2 separate regions of the Sus scrofa genome follow, and region 1 is linked to region 2. Evidence: chromatin contacts called from public Hi-C data. All regions are on one chromosome and are shown on one strand. Each heading gives the region's core, a stretch centred on a gene start, on an enhancer-like site or on the middle of the called end of the contact. The rest is flanking DNA. Distances are from core to core; before and after follow the strand shown. Region 1 overlaps TTC28 (tetratricopeptide repeat protein 28). Region 2 overlaps TTC28 (tetratricopeptide repeat protein 28).

Region 1 (6,072 bases), core at 1,846-4,345, 94 kb after region 2:
ATGAAGCTCTGTAAGTCATTTAAGAAGCCAGGTTCACATTATATTAATGCGACAAGTATAACAAGATAAATACATCATATGATTCTCAAATGACATAATTAATGTAGTTTATGTGATATATTACTATTAATGATCTTTTATTATGTGTGAACAGTAAAACTACATTAGATAGGCAATGAAAAAATCCAATCAGCAGCAGCTTTCCTGAAGATTTTGACTGTAGTCTTATTTACACGGTGTTATCTGATACTAATCCTTGGATTTTAAAGAGCAAAAATCACTTCAAAATTGTAAATAACCATATTCCTATGAGATGAGCATTTTAATTACTATCATTTCTGTAAGTACAGGATAAAAATAATGTGTTGCATGATAGCCTCTTAAAGTTAAAACAGAGGAAAGTATATTTTGCCAGGTCAAGAAGGTTATGCAAATGAAAAAATTGTGACACTGGATCAGAAGCCTGATCCAAAGAGCCTACCTAGTAGTGTATCTTAACAAGGAATGCCCAGGGAAATTGTGTGGAAAATGTAGCTGCCCACTCCCCAATGTCATCTACCAAAGATTAGAAGTGAATGCCAAAATATTCTGGTTTTCTTTAATAATCCCTTACAATCTAATATCTATGAGTTAACTAAAATATTTTGAACCTTTTTACATTTAAAATTCATACCACCCTAAAAATAAAAGTTTTACAAAGGAGTAGTTCTTAATTAATTTTATATCAAATAAATATTTATTGAGCAAGTATATTATCCTTGGCACCAAAAAGAGGTCTAAAGTATGGTTTCTGAACTCAAGGAGCTTGAAGCTAAGATAAAAAAAATGGTTACTATCAGTAAAGGACAACCAGCCTAAAAGGGCATAGATTCTACATGCTCTAGGAATTCAGGGGTAGATAAAATCACTGTGTTTCTTCAAGAAGGAGTGGGAAGAAGAGCATCTTGGTGTTAGTACCCAGAAGTGAGGGAGCAAAGCTATGGCTAACATGATTAACCATGTTCCGGTGGCTTCTCTGTGAAAAGGTAGCAAACTCTAATTGAATACTCCAGAGCCTATTATCTTAAATGTTAGTATTTATTTAAACCCAGAAAATAAGCAGAGGAAATAAGAGTAAAGAGCTCCCCTTCAGCCCTTTAATCCTGTACCACCACTGCATGCTCAGTTAGAAACAAAGAAACCTAGAACCTACGGTCATTCTCTTACAGTGAGTCCAGAATTTACAAAAGTCAGCACTGGTAGCAGCTGACAGAGCACCATAACAAGTTACCAACCAATCTTAGTCATAAGCCTAGTTATAGCAAATGCTGCTTGGGGCGGCATTCTAAGATGATCTTCCTAGCTTTGTTAAAATCACATCAAAGCAGTATCACTTATCATCTGCAGTGTAAATGGTTTTTATGAAACAGTTTGACTAAACACATGGCATGTGACTCTACCACTACAAATGTGTTAGCAGACCCAGCCAGAAACCACGACATGATCTGATCATGTGAATATTCTTGCAAGAGTGAAAAAATGAACCTAATCTTTGCAAAGGCTTACTGGTGCCCTACCCAAGTTGAATACTCTTTCAAGGAAGATTCCAATCCCATGCAGAAGAAGGAGGAATGGTTCTCAAGCCATCACCAAATTATCACACAGTATTTGATGGCTCAGCTTATTTTTTAATCTTCCATGAACTTTGCAGAATTTGGATATCTGGATCCTTATAACATGATGATTTGGGATTATGAACACAGTGAATAAACACAACCTTCTGGTATAGCAATTTAAGCATCGGAGAGTGAGTAAATACTGCAGAGTGAATCCTAACACTTGAAACAGAATCTTCCAGAGTCCAGAAATACACCTGACTGCCAAGAATAATACTTCCGTGGTTCAAGCAATACCAGTACCCAGAGGGGTTTCCACAGACATAACCACATGAGTTACTGCATATTGGGTACAATAGAGAAAACAGACATTTATGAATGTATAGTTTGCAGACATCTTAAAAGTACTCATAAATATGTAATTTACAAATACAGAAGAAATTGGAGTTAGGGCTTCAGGAATACACAGCATCTGTTTAATTGCTTAATTATATGGTTACTTCTATGGGTTCTCCTCATCCTAACTGATTTTTATGGGGGGGGGGGAGACGTATTGATCTAACTGAAATAAATGAAACCAATCTCACTGAAAGAAGCTCCATGATAAGAACTAATATATGAGAGATTCTGACTTCAGAATGAGGTAGAAATGACTTCGTTTCAGGCAGCAAATTAGATATCAAAAAAAAAAAAAAAAATCTTTCAATTCACCAGGCTGTACTGAAGGAGGGTTTGTTAGATTTTCTAGTAATAAAACAAATGCACAATATCTTCTTATGCATTTCACACATGATTTCTATTTCATCTCTGATGTAAAACATGGTATCACACATCATGCCACAAAGAAAGAGTCAGTTTAGCTAGTTAAAGTAAAACACCAGGCAGCTGCTAACAGAGACAGGTCACTGCTGGGGAGGGGCACAGCACATTCAGTTTGCTATGTTTTCCTTCGGAAGAATGTCAATAAAAACCACGGCCAAATGAGGTATTTGAAGAAGGGGGAAAAGTCCTGCTATGCAGGGAACCACTAGGTTCACCTAACAGCGCCAGACAGACAAGTTAGCAAAAGGGAGCCCTAACCAAAGCTACAGCCGCCAACAACTTGAAGAAAGCTGTCTTTCTCCCTGAACGTCCTGGGGTAGCGACCGGTCCCACATTTAGAAACGTTATTTCTGGGACCAATAGCAATTTATTTTCATAGAACCACTGGATTTTTTTTTTCCTTGAGTTCTCAACAAAGGAGCCATATTAGGAAATAATCTCACAAAAAGCAAAGTGCCCCCTCCCCCTCTTCCCCACGATCGATGCACACACGCCCGTGCACGCTGACACGCACACACACCCGTGACAATGGCCGGCGCGTGCACTCAATGCGGGCCCACGCGGCGCCCAGGAGCCCCGCGGGCAGAAGGCCCAGCCCCCGGCCCTCACACTGGAGGCCCCTCAGCCCCCCTGCCCGGGAACCAGCTGCTGGGCGGTTGTACTAGGGATGCTCGCCCCCCAGCGGGGCCCTGGGGAAGCGGCTGCCAGCGGCTCAGAGCCTATTAACCCCTTGGGGAAGTAGGTGCTACAAAGCCACCTGAGGGGACACTGGAATGTGCCGGGGATACAGCCCCAAATGGCCCCCATAGACGAGGCGCCACCGAGTCCTTAGACCCTGGCAGCTCTTGACTGGCTCCTGCAAAGCTAATGTGTCGCTGGTTCCGCCAGGCTTCTAAAGCAGAGGGATGTTTCTGAGCTGTCACCCTTGAGAGTCCCAGCATACCAAGAAGGAAAAACTTAAGAGGGCAGTGGATGCAGACCAGACTTGGTAAACTCGTCCCTAAGGGACTGGCCTAAGACCTAAAGGGACAGATCTGCTTGGACCTGCCCGGCCAGCAAACTATGGAAGGGGTGGAGGGGCCCGAGGGCAACCGCCCCCTGTCACCCCTCCCTGAGTCGGGCATCAGGGCCCCGTCCCCATTCCGGGACACTTACCTTCTTCCGGGGCTGCCATTTCATCATATTTGTACAGCCGATACGTGGAACATCAAGATGCTGGCTGGGGGCTGGGGGCAGATGCAGGGCAGCCGCGACTGCAAGTCATGCTGCCTCCCTCCCACCCCCTAATTCTTTCCCATATTCACTGTGAAGGGAGAAAGCCCAGGAGAGTCCAGTCTTTTCGCCTTCAGTTCAATGGAAAGTATCCCCAAACCACGATCACACTTCCCACCGGGCTAGGAAGTCCCAGCAGCAACCAGCGTACTCCAGCCAGAGCGGAGCATTTTCCCCTCAGGCCAGTGTCTGCGAAAGAAGCCTGCGGCAGGGGGTCTCCAAGCCGGCTACAGAGACCCTCCCTCAGAGAGATCGAGCACGCAAGCTGCTGCAGAAACCCAGCCGGGCTTCTGCCATCCAAACCCCTTTTGGCGAATTCTCCTCTTCTCAAAAAAGATTAGACAAGCAATCAAACCCTCACGCGCAGCCTGGAGCAATTCCCAAAATTCTGGGTGTATTTCTCGTTTGTAAAATTTAGCAAAGAAAATTCCAAAGATCTGTAATCAGAGCTTCTTTACGCTGTTGTTTTCTCTTCCTTCTTGGATAACTTGGGGAAAGGATCTGCTCTTTCCGAAATGCCTACCTTCCCTGAACACTGTAAATAGGAAAACTTGGTTTGTGTGTTTAGATTTTTTTTTTTAATTCCCAAGAACCTTAGTGGGGAAAGGCTGGAAGGAAATCCTGCAAGAACCCAACTCCACAGCTCAGTCTGCACTAATGACTTCCTTCCCTTAGTGCAAGCACAGCCTGCCCAGCTCCAGCCACACAGAGCAAATGGTTTCTGGGTCTTAGTGCCACGACATCTGCTCCAAAGCAAAAAAGTAAAAGCAAGCATACAGTTTCAGAGGCCCCCAGCAGCTTCCAAGGCATCAGAGCTAGAACAGACCTATCGAATCAGGAAACCATTTCAAACAACCTAGATTTGTGAATTATATCAGGAGAAAAAAAGGAATAGAAAAGATTTCTAAACCAAAGGGCTATAAAATCTAAAAGTGTGACTTTGAAGGAAAAAGATTTAAGGTATTTGACTAGATAAAAATTTTAATCAAGACTGGACTCCACTCCTCTATATTTAGCAATAATATTATAAAAAAATATTGTTATAGAAATTGGATTTCATTCATCTTCTGTAAAATGATTCCATCCTATTTAAGGAGATACATCTCCAAATACAAAGTACTATATAATTCTATTATTTGTCATCCAACAGGCCTAGCAATTCTTATCCCACCATGAGGCTACTTTGATAGCTGGGAATTAATAGGTAGCCTAAGCTACTAACATACTAACTGATTTTCAAAATAATAGCAACTGATGCATCATCGCTCCATTGTTCCAACAATGTGTAACTTATTACTCTCAGAGTTTTATAATACATTAAGCAGTATTGGCTGATGTGGGTGATTATATGCAGAATGGACACTAACAATATCAGATATAAATGTCACTAAAATATCCAAAACAATTAACTAACACAAATTACTTTTGAGATTCTTTCTAAGACTAAGAGTATGAAATTCAATGGTGAAATTATTATCTTTTACGGATAATAATATGAACAATTACAGATGAAGAAATAAGTACCAGTCCTTAAGCCACTACTCTATGCCAGGACCTATGCCTACATTCATTACCTCACAGCCTTGGAAGGAAAATCTTATTGTTCAGTTTTCCAGATAAGGACACTAAAATTCAGAAGGGTCATTTGCTCAATCAATTAAGACTACAACACATAGAAGGTGGTTCAGAACCATGGTGACCTGACTCTAGAGCCTATGCCCTTTCCACGACATGCATCATAGCTACACACCAATTTTACCTCTCTGCTCAATAAAACTATTAAGTGCCTATGATTTAGGCACCTATTATTTGCCAACCTCTGCTCCAGATACTAAAAAATATAAGTAAAAGGCTTGCTCTTGAAATTACATACTGCAGGCAGCAGTCACAAATAACCAATATTGTGTATATGTTCTAAATATGTACTCTATATGTATCCAAATCATTCTGCACAGCTTAGCTTGGATATCCTACTAACATGGAAGGTTCAGTAAATTCCAAATCAAATTCATCAATCTGCCCCCAAATCAATTTCTCTTCCTAATTTTCCTGTTATCTATCCATAGCACTGTTATTCTTCCAGGATCACAAACTAAAACATCCTTTCTTATGTCTAATGTGTCACTAAATCCTTTCACTTCTTTCTTAGACACCACTTTCAAATTCCTACTGCTGATATCTAAGGCTAGAGCCTCACAAAATAAACATATATTAAGTCCAACTGGGTGCAAAACATCATGTAGGATAGAAAGGTACAAAACTAAGTCCCCACACTAGAAGAATTTACAAAGAAGTTAGGATAGAAGTGAAGACCTATAAGAAGATAACCAGATATTGCCTCAGTCAGTTCAACAAATGAGCTACATGTCTATAGCATTCCAGG
Region 2 (6,551 bases), core at 928-3,427:
CTCTTTTAAGTAGAGCTTTGTCCGGATAGATGCCCAAGAGTGGGATTGCGGGGTCATATGGAAGTTCTATGTATAGATTTCTAAGGTATCTCCAAACTGTTCTCCATAGTGGCTGTACCAGTTTACATTCCCACCAACAGTGCAGGAGGGTTCCCTTTTCTCCACAGCCCCTCCAGCACTTGTTATTTGTGGATTTATTAATGATGGCCATTCTGACTGGTGTGAGGTGGTATCTCATGGTAGTTTTGATTTGCATTTCTCTTATAATCAGCGATGTTGAGCATTTTTTCATGTGTTTGTTGGCCATCTGTATATCCTCTTTGGAGAAATGTCTATTCAGGTCTTTTGCCCATTTTTCCATTGATTGATTGGCTTTTTCGCTGTTGGGTTGTATAAGTTGCTTATATATTCTAGAGATTAAGCCCTTGTCAGTTGCATCATTTGAAACTATTTTCTCCCATTCTGTAAGTTGTCTTTTTGTTTTCTTTTGGGTTTCCTTTGCTGTGCAAAAGCTTTTCAGTTTGATGAGGTCCCATGGGTTTATTTTTGCTCTAGTTTCTATTGCTTTGGGAGACTGACCTGAGAAAATATTCATGATGTTGATGTCAGAGTGTGTTTTGCCTATGTTTTCTTCTAGGAGTTTGATGGTGTCCTGTCGTATATTTAAGTCTTTCAGCCATTTGGAGTTTATTTTTGTGCATGGTGTGAGGGTGTGTTCTAGTTTCATTGCTTTGCATGCAGCTGTCCAGGTTTCCCAGCAATGCTTGCTGAATAGACTTTCTTTTTCCCATTTTATGTTCTTGCCTCCCTTGTCAAAGATTAATTGACCATAGGTGTCAGGATTTATTTCCGGATTCTCTATTCTGTTCCATTGGTCTGTCTGTCTGTTTTGGTACCAGTACCACACTGTTTTGATGACTGTGGCTTTGTAGTATTTCTTGAAGTCTGGGAGAGTTATGCCTCCTGCTTGGTTTTTGTTTCTCAGGATTGCTTTGGCAATTCTGGGTCTTGTGTGGTTCCATATAAATGTTTGGATTGTTTGTTCTAGTTCTGTGAAAAATGTCATGGGTAATTTGATAGGGACTGCATTGCATCTGTAGATTGCTTTGGGCAGTATGGCCATTTTTACAATATTGATTTTCCCAATCCAGGAACATGGAATATCTTTCCATTTCTTTACATCTTCTTTGATTTCTTTGATTAAAGTTTTATAGTTCTCGGCATATAGGTCCTTTTCCTCCTTGGTCAGGTGTATTCCAAGGTATTTGATTTTGTGAGGTACAATTTTAAAAGGTATCGTATTTTTGTATTCCTTTTCTAATGTTTCATTGCTGGTATACAGAAATGCAACTGACTTCTGAATGTTAATCTTATATCCTGCTACTTTGCTGAATTTATTAATCAGTTCAAGGAGTTTTTGGGTTGAGTCCTTAGGGTTTTCTATGTATAGTATCATGTCATCTGCATACAGTGACAGTTTTATCTCTTCCTATATGGATGCCTTTTATTTCTTTGGTTTGTCTGATTGCTGTGGCTAGGACTTCCAAAACTATGTTGAAGAGCAGTGGTGAGAGTGGGCATCCCTGTCTTAAAACAGCTGGTCTTAATGTCACCTTCCAGGAGGGGAGGGAGGAACTAAGATATATATGAGTTTCTGCAACAAAGGGCAGGTAACAGGAACAAAAGAGGCCTGGGCTCCCTGGAATCATCCCTTTGATATGCACCTCTGCTGTCAGGGCCAGTATCCTGAGTTTTCACAGCCTGCAGGACTCACTGGCTCTCCCCCTTGGAGGTGACTGTGACATTCTTTGTTTTATCCTTAACTATAGCCCTGGGTATTTCAGACCTATTTAAAATTAAAACAAACAAAAACAAACAAACAAAAAAACCACAAGAGCCACAAATATTTGGAACCACAAATGAATATGTCATATTACAAGCAATAAAGTGCTGGTTAATAGAACTTCCACAACTATGACCCTGAAATAAAAAACTCACAGGAAGGAAAAATGATAACTGCTGGAAAAATGCTAGTAATCATTCCCTAAAGATCCTTATATAGTAAATGGGACTACTGAGTCCTCAAGTCTAGAACCATCTCCTTTCCCAGCCCTCCTATCCTCCCACTTCCCTCAGCCTCACTCTTCTCAAAGAGCCAAAGTCACTGAATTAGCCAAGGTGCCTGCCAATGACCTTTTATGGATCTGCATGAGTTTGCTCACAAAGTCCAAGGCAAAGGAACTTTGAGAGTTTGGCAAAGAAATTTATTTTTAGTTGTTTTTATTTTTAAAAGAAAACATCATCACAAAAACATTAATACTCTGGGTACATAAACAAGAAAAAGTTCTTGTGAAGCTGACACTTTTTTCCAAAGACTTTACGGTATAGAAATCAGAACTTAAAACCCAGAAAGGCATATTATGCTGGTTTTTCAAAACTGACAAAGGAGTTCCCATTACGGCACAGCGGTTTAAGAATCTGACTACAGTGACTCAGGTTGCTGCAGAGGTATGGTTTGATCCCCAGCCCAATGCAGTGGGTTAATTCAGGATCTAGCATTGCTGCAGCTGTGGTGTAGGTTGCAGCTACAACTTGGATTTAATCCCTGGCCCAGGAACATTTATGTATCATGGTGTGACCATTAAAAAAAAATAAAAAATAAAAAAGACAAAGAATTATAAAATTACAGAGTTTGAAGAGATCTTAAATAGTTACACAGACCATCATCTTCATTTCAAACAAAATTTATTAAAGTAATTGGGAATTCATTCAATGTTAAAACTTTCAGAAAAAAAGCCAGCATTCATAGGGAAGAAACTATTTCACATAACTAAACTGAAACACTCATTCTACCTTAAAACCTTGTAAGTTGTTATTAGATATTCAGGGTGAGAGTTGGTTATAGGGATGGTTTATGTAAATTAAAGGAAAACAAACACTAAATGCACTAGTAAACAAAAAGGTACAACCATGGATGCTTTTCATATATGTATCATTTAATCTCTACAACAATCTATGAAATAGATAACATTAGCCCATTTTACTAAGCAGATACTAATGTTCAGAAGGGAAAATAAAAAATGTTCAAGGTCAGAAGGTAATAGGTAGCAGATCTGGGATATTGACTCGGGCTTGTCTAACTATCTATGTATTAGCTCACAGTTCCTCATTCTTTATGCCAGATATTACCAACCTTGTCAAAATGGCTGTGCATTGCTTTCATTCTACTATGTCAGATTGGATCACAGACAGCAACTTGAACAGCCAGGGTTGAAGACATGTGCTGGCTAAGAGCTCTTATCTAAAACACTGATCAACTATATGATCATTGGAAACATCTAAAAGTCAGGAGCAGTGACACCAACTCACCAACTTACCAAGCTGGCTGATAATGGGCCACAAATTATGCAGGAACTAAAAGCCACTTGTTAGTGCAGGTAGCTGATAATAGCCTTTGCAAGTGACAAGGAATAGGACTGGTGGACATAAATATCCATGAAAACTGTTTAACAGCCTTGGTATACCCTTCACAGATTGCCAATCTCTATAACATACAGGACTTTTTACATACAGACAATGCAAATAATTTAGAGGAAGGGGAGCAAGGAAGGATTACAGTAAAAATAAGACACCCAGGGAGTTCCCGTCGTGGCTCAGTGGTTAACGAATCCAACTAGGAACCATGAGGTTGCAGGTTCGGTCCCTGGCCTTGCTCAGTGGGTTAAGGATCCGGCATTGTGGTGAGCTGTGGTGTGGGTCACAGACGTGGCTGGGATCCCGCATTGCTGTGGCTCTGGCGTAGGCCAGTGGCTATAGCTACGATTCGACCCCTAGCCTGGGAACCTCCATATGCCACAGGAATGGCCCTAGAAAAGGCAAAAAGACAGAATAAATAAATAAATAAAATAAAAATAAGACACCCAGCCCATTGTTTCAGTAGGAGTTGGGGAAGAGTACTGGACAAGTACACCGTATAGCACACAACAAAGAAAGCAAAATAAATCAAAAGGAAAAAAACAAAAATGCAAAAAAATCAAAAATGTATTCTGAGGTGATCAGGGTAGAAACAAACTAAAGCTTTTAAAGGAGGAGTTTCTGCTATGCCACAATGGGTTAAGAATCTGACTGCAGTGGGTCCAGTTGCTGCACAGGCTCAGGTTTATTCCCCAGCCTGGCAGAGTGGGTTAAAGGACCTGGTGTTGCCATAGCTGTGGCATAGGTTGCAGGTGTAGCTCAGATTCAATCCCTGGCCTGGGAACTTCTATATGCCACAGGTGTGGCCGTAAAAAAATATTTTAAAGGAAAAGTTCTTGAAAATTACTGCTCTTTTCTCCTCTGCATATGCTTCTTTTATTTACCACTCTTCTTCATTTACAGTGCACTCCATTCAATTTCATATTTCACCCTTAGAATTTCATTAACAGAACCTCACCACATGTAGCTTGAGAAGCAATGATTAATATATTACTCAGCAAAATATATATGCATAAGCACCTAATGCCCCAGATCATCAAATATACTCCTAACACACTCGGGGCTAGTGAGGCCCACTGAGAAGGGCAGCAGGAAGAATAGTACTCATACAATCTCACACGTTTTGAGAGAGACAGAGAAAGACTTCAAGGGATGAGATTTTGACATCTCCCTTTATAACTATCAGATTGGTATCAACCGATCAAAACCAAAAGCAGGCTTGCCATTTGAGTATGAAGCAAGCATGAAAAGCCAGCCACATGCCTTTCCACTATTCTAAATCAGTCTAGAACCTGTACCTTGGTTTCAGACAGTCCACCTAGTGCTTGAGGGCTGTGATAGGAGAAGATTCACCCTCAGGTAAAATCTATAGAATAAAACTGCCATTATTCTCTTAGATACTAGAAACAACCGTAGAATTCATAAATGTGGTCTCAGGTTGTCCAAAAAATATGAAAGCCATAGATGAACCTTTAGCCCTTCCTCACATGCACAGTGGCCCTTGAGACTTCTCATTTGCCTCCTATCCTTGAAAGGTGGAATATAGCTGAAGGGAAAGGGGACTCACCAGGGCTCCCAGAGGGTACTAGGTATAGGCCTAGCCTAGCAGGCCTCCAGAGGTTATCTGAGCCAAGGTAAAGCACGTAGATTTCCTAAAGTCCTGAGAATTAGCCTCACCTGAGATGTCAGTGAGGCTTCCCTGACATCTAGTGGAACTAGACTGACTTCTCCATGTTTGGATCAGAAGAGACAGACATCCACAAGCTGTAGACATACCCAGTTGTTTGGGAGCTGACTTCCAAACATGTGAAGCTTTCATTCATGATTGAATGCTACTTAAGAGTTATAGACTGCTAACCAATCGATGGCTTCTGATCCCATACTCCCTGCTCAAGTGAACACAGAGAAACGAAATGTCAGACTCTTTAAACATGCCAACTGGAAATCAAAGTAAAATGCTGAAGGTAAAGTGACAGCTCAGTGTTTCTCTCTAGTATAAATTCCCTGATGTTCACTCTTAAAAGAATTGTCCCAGTCCGTTTCTGTTTGACATTTCCCTCCTTGCTCAAGCTAAAGTGGGGCCTGTGCATAATTACTGATGAACTAAATGCCCACAAGACCACCTCAAGGGACACAAACAGTGCCCTGACACAAAAAGCAAAATCAATAATCTGCTGCTCTATGTCACATGGAAATCCTGACTGCTGTCAGCAGACAGGAGGAGGAGGCTTAGGGGTTGCAGTAGAGACAATTAGAGCCCTTGGAAAAGCAGAGGAGAAAGTAATGAAACCTCCCAAGTTCATCAGTCACACACACACACACACACACACACACACACACACACACAATGAAAAGGCCACATAGCCAGAGGTCATATTTTTCCAGCCTGCTAAATTAAAGTGACTGAAAACCTCTGTAATTACAAAGAAACAGATGAAATTGTTAACTAAATTGTAAATGCACTTTAAATGTCATAAGTTTTGATGCAATTTAATATTTTAAACGGACATTTCTCAGTATAGTCACTGATTGTATACCAAGCAGATGGGGACATAAGCCATGTCCATTACCAGGAATGAACAAACGCCCATCCATCTGCCTGAGTGGTACAAAAGTATACTACAGAGAAAGCGAAGAGTAAACCCTCTCTGACTGGAGTTATAGAAAAGAGCACTGGAAAGGAGCCAAGAGGCCTGGGTTCCAGTCTCAGTTCTCCATTTATTTACTCTGACCTTAGGCAAGTCACAACCTCTCTGGGCCTCAGTTTCCTCATCTGTGAAAGAGAGAAAAATAATCCCTGACATAACCGTGTTACAAATTACTATAAGGATAAAATAAGACCAAATAAGAAAAAATGTTCTGTAAAAAGTTAGATACAAACGTAAGCAATCATTATAACTTATGCCATTTTGTATTTGGGGTAAAATAAGAAAACAAATCATTACTTACTATAGTCCAGAAAGATCTGAATTAACTTTGCAGTTATCAGTTGGTTAAAAAAAAAAAAAAAAATCTCAGTGCATTACTATTAATCCCCTGGAGTACCCAACACTTCTAAAAAAATTAAGTCAACAATG

Evidence for each region. A called contact is a pair of places that touch in the nucleus more often than the background predicts.
Region 1: a Hi-C map of liver shows a contact between it and region 2, with 5 times the contacts expected there. The contact joins two enhancer-like sites. A contact is called at or near these places in 3 of 47 Hi-C or Micro-C datasets (alveolar macrophages, embryonic fibroblasts and liver).

The regions. Positions count from the first base shown.
Region 1 is chr14:45,733,321-45,739,392 of Sscrofa11.1, forward strand. All of the region lies in intron 2 of TTC28 (tetratricopeptide repeat protein 28), which reads right to left. It also overlaps a transcript of CHEK2 not described here. Among named protein-coding and RNA genes, the nearest start is that of TTC28, 190 kb to the right of the region's middle. Within about 2 kb of position 3,096, at least 62 of the 83 cell types and tissues checked have an H3K27ac peak or open chromatin away from gene starts, as enhancers often do. A contact at or near this core is called in liver, where this site is marked.
Region 2 is chr14:45,640,639-45,647,189 of Sscrofa11.1, forward strand. All of the region lies in intron 2 of TTC28 (tetratricopeptide repeat protein 28), which reads right to left. Among named protein-coding and RNA genes, the nearest start is that of TTC28, 280 kb to the right of the region's middle. Within about 2 kb of position 2,178, at least 2 of the 83 cell types and tissues checked have an H3K27ac peak or open chromatin away from gene starts, as enhancers often do. A contact at or near this core is called in liver, where this site is marked.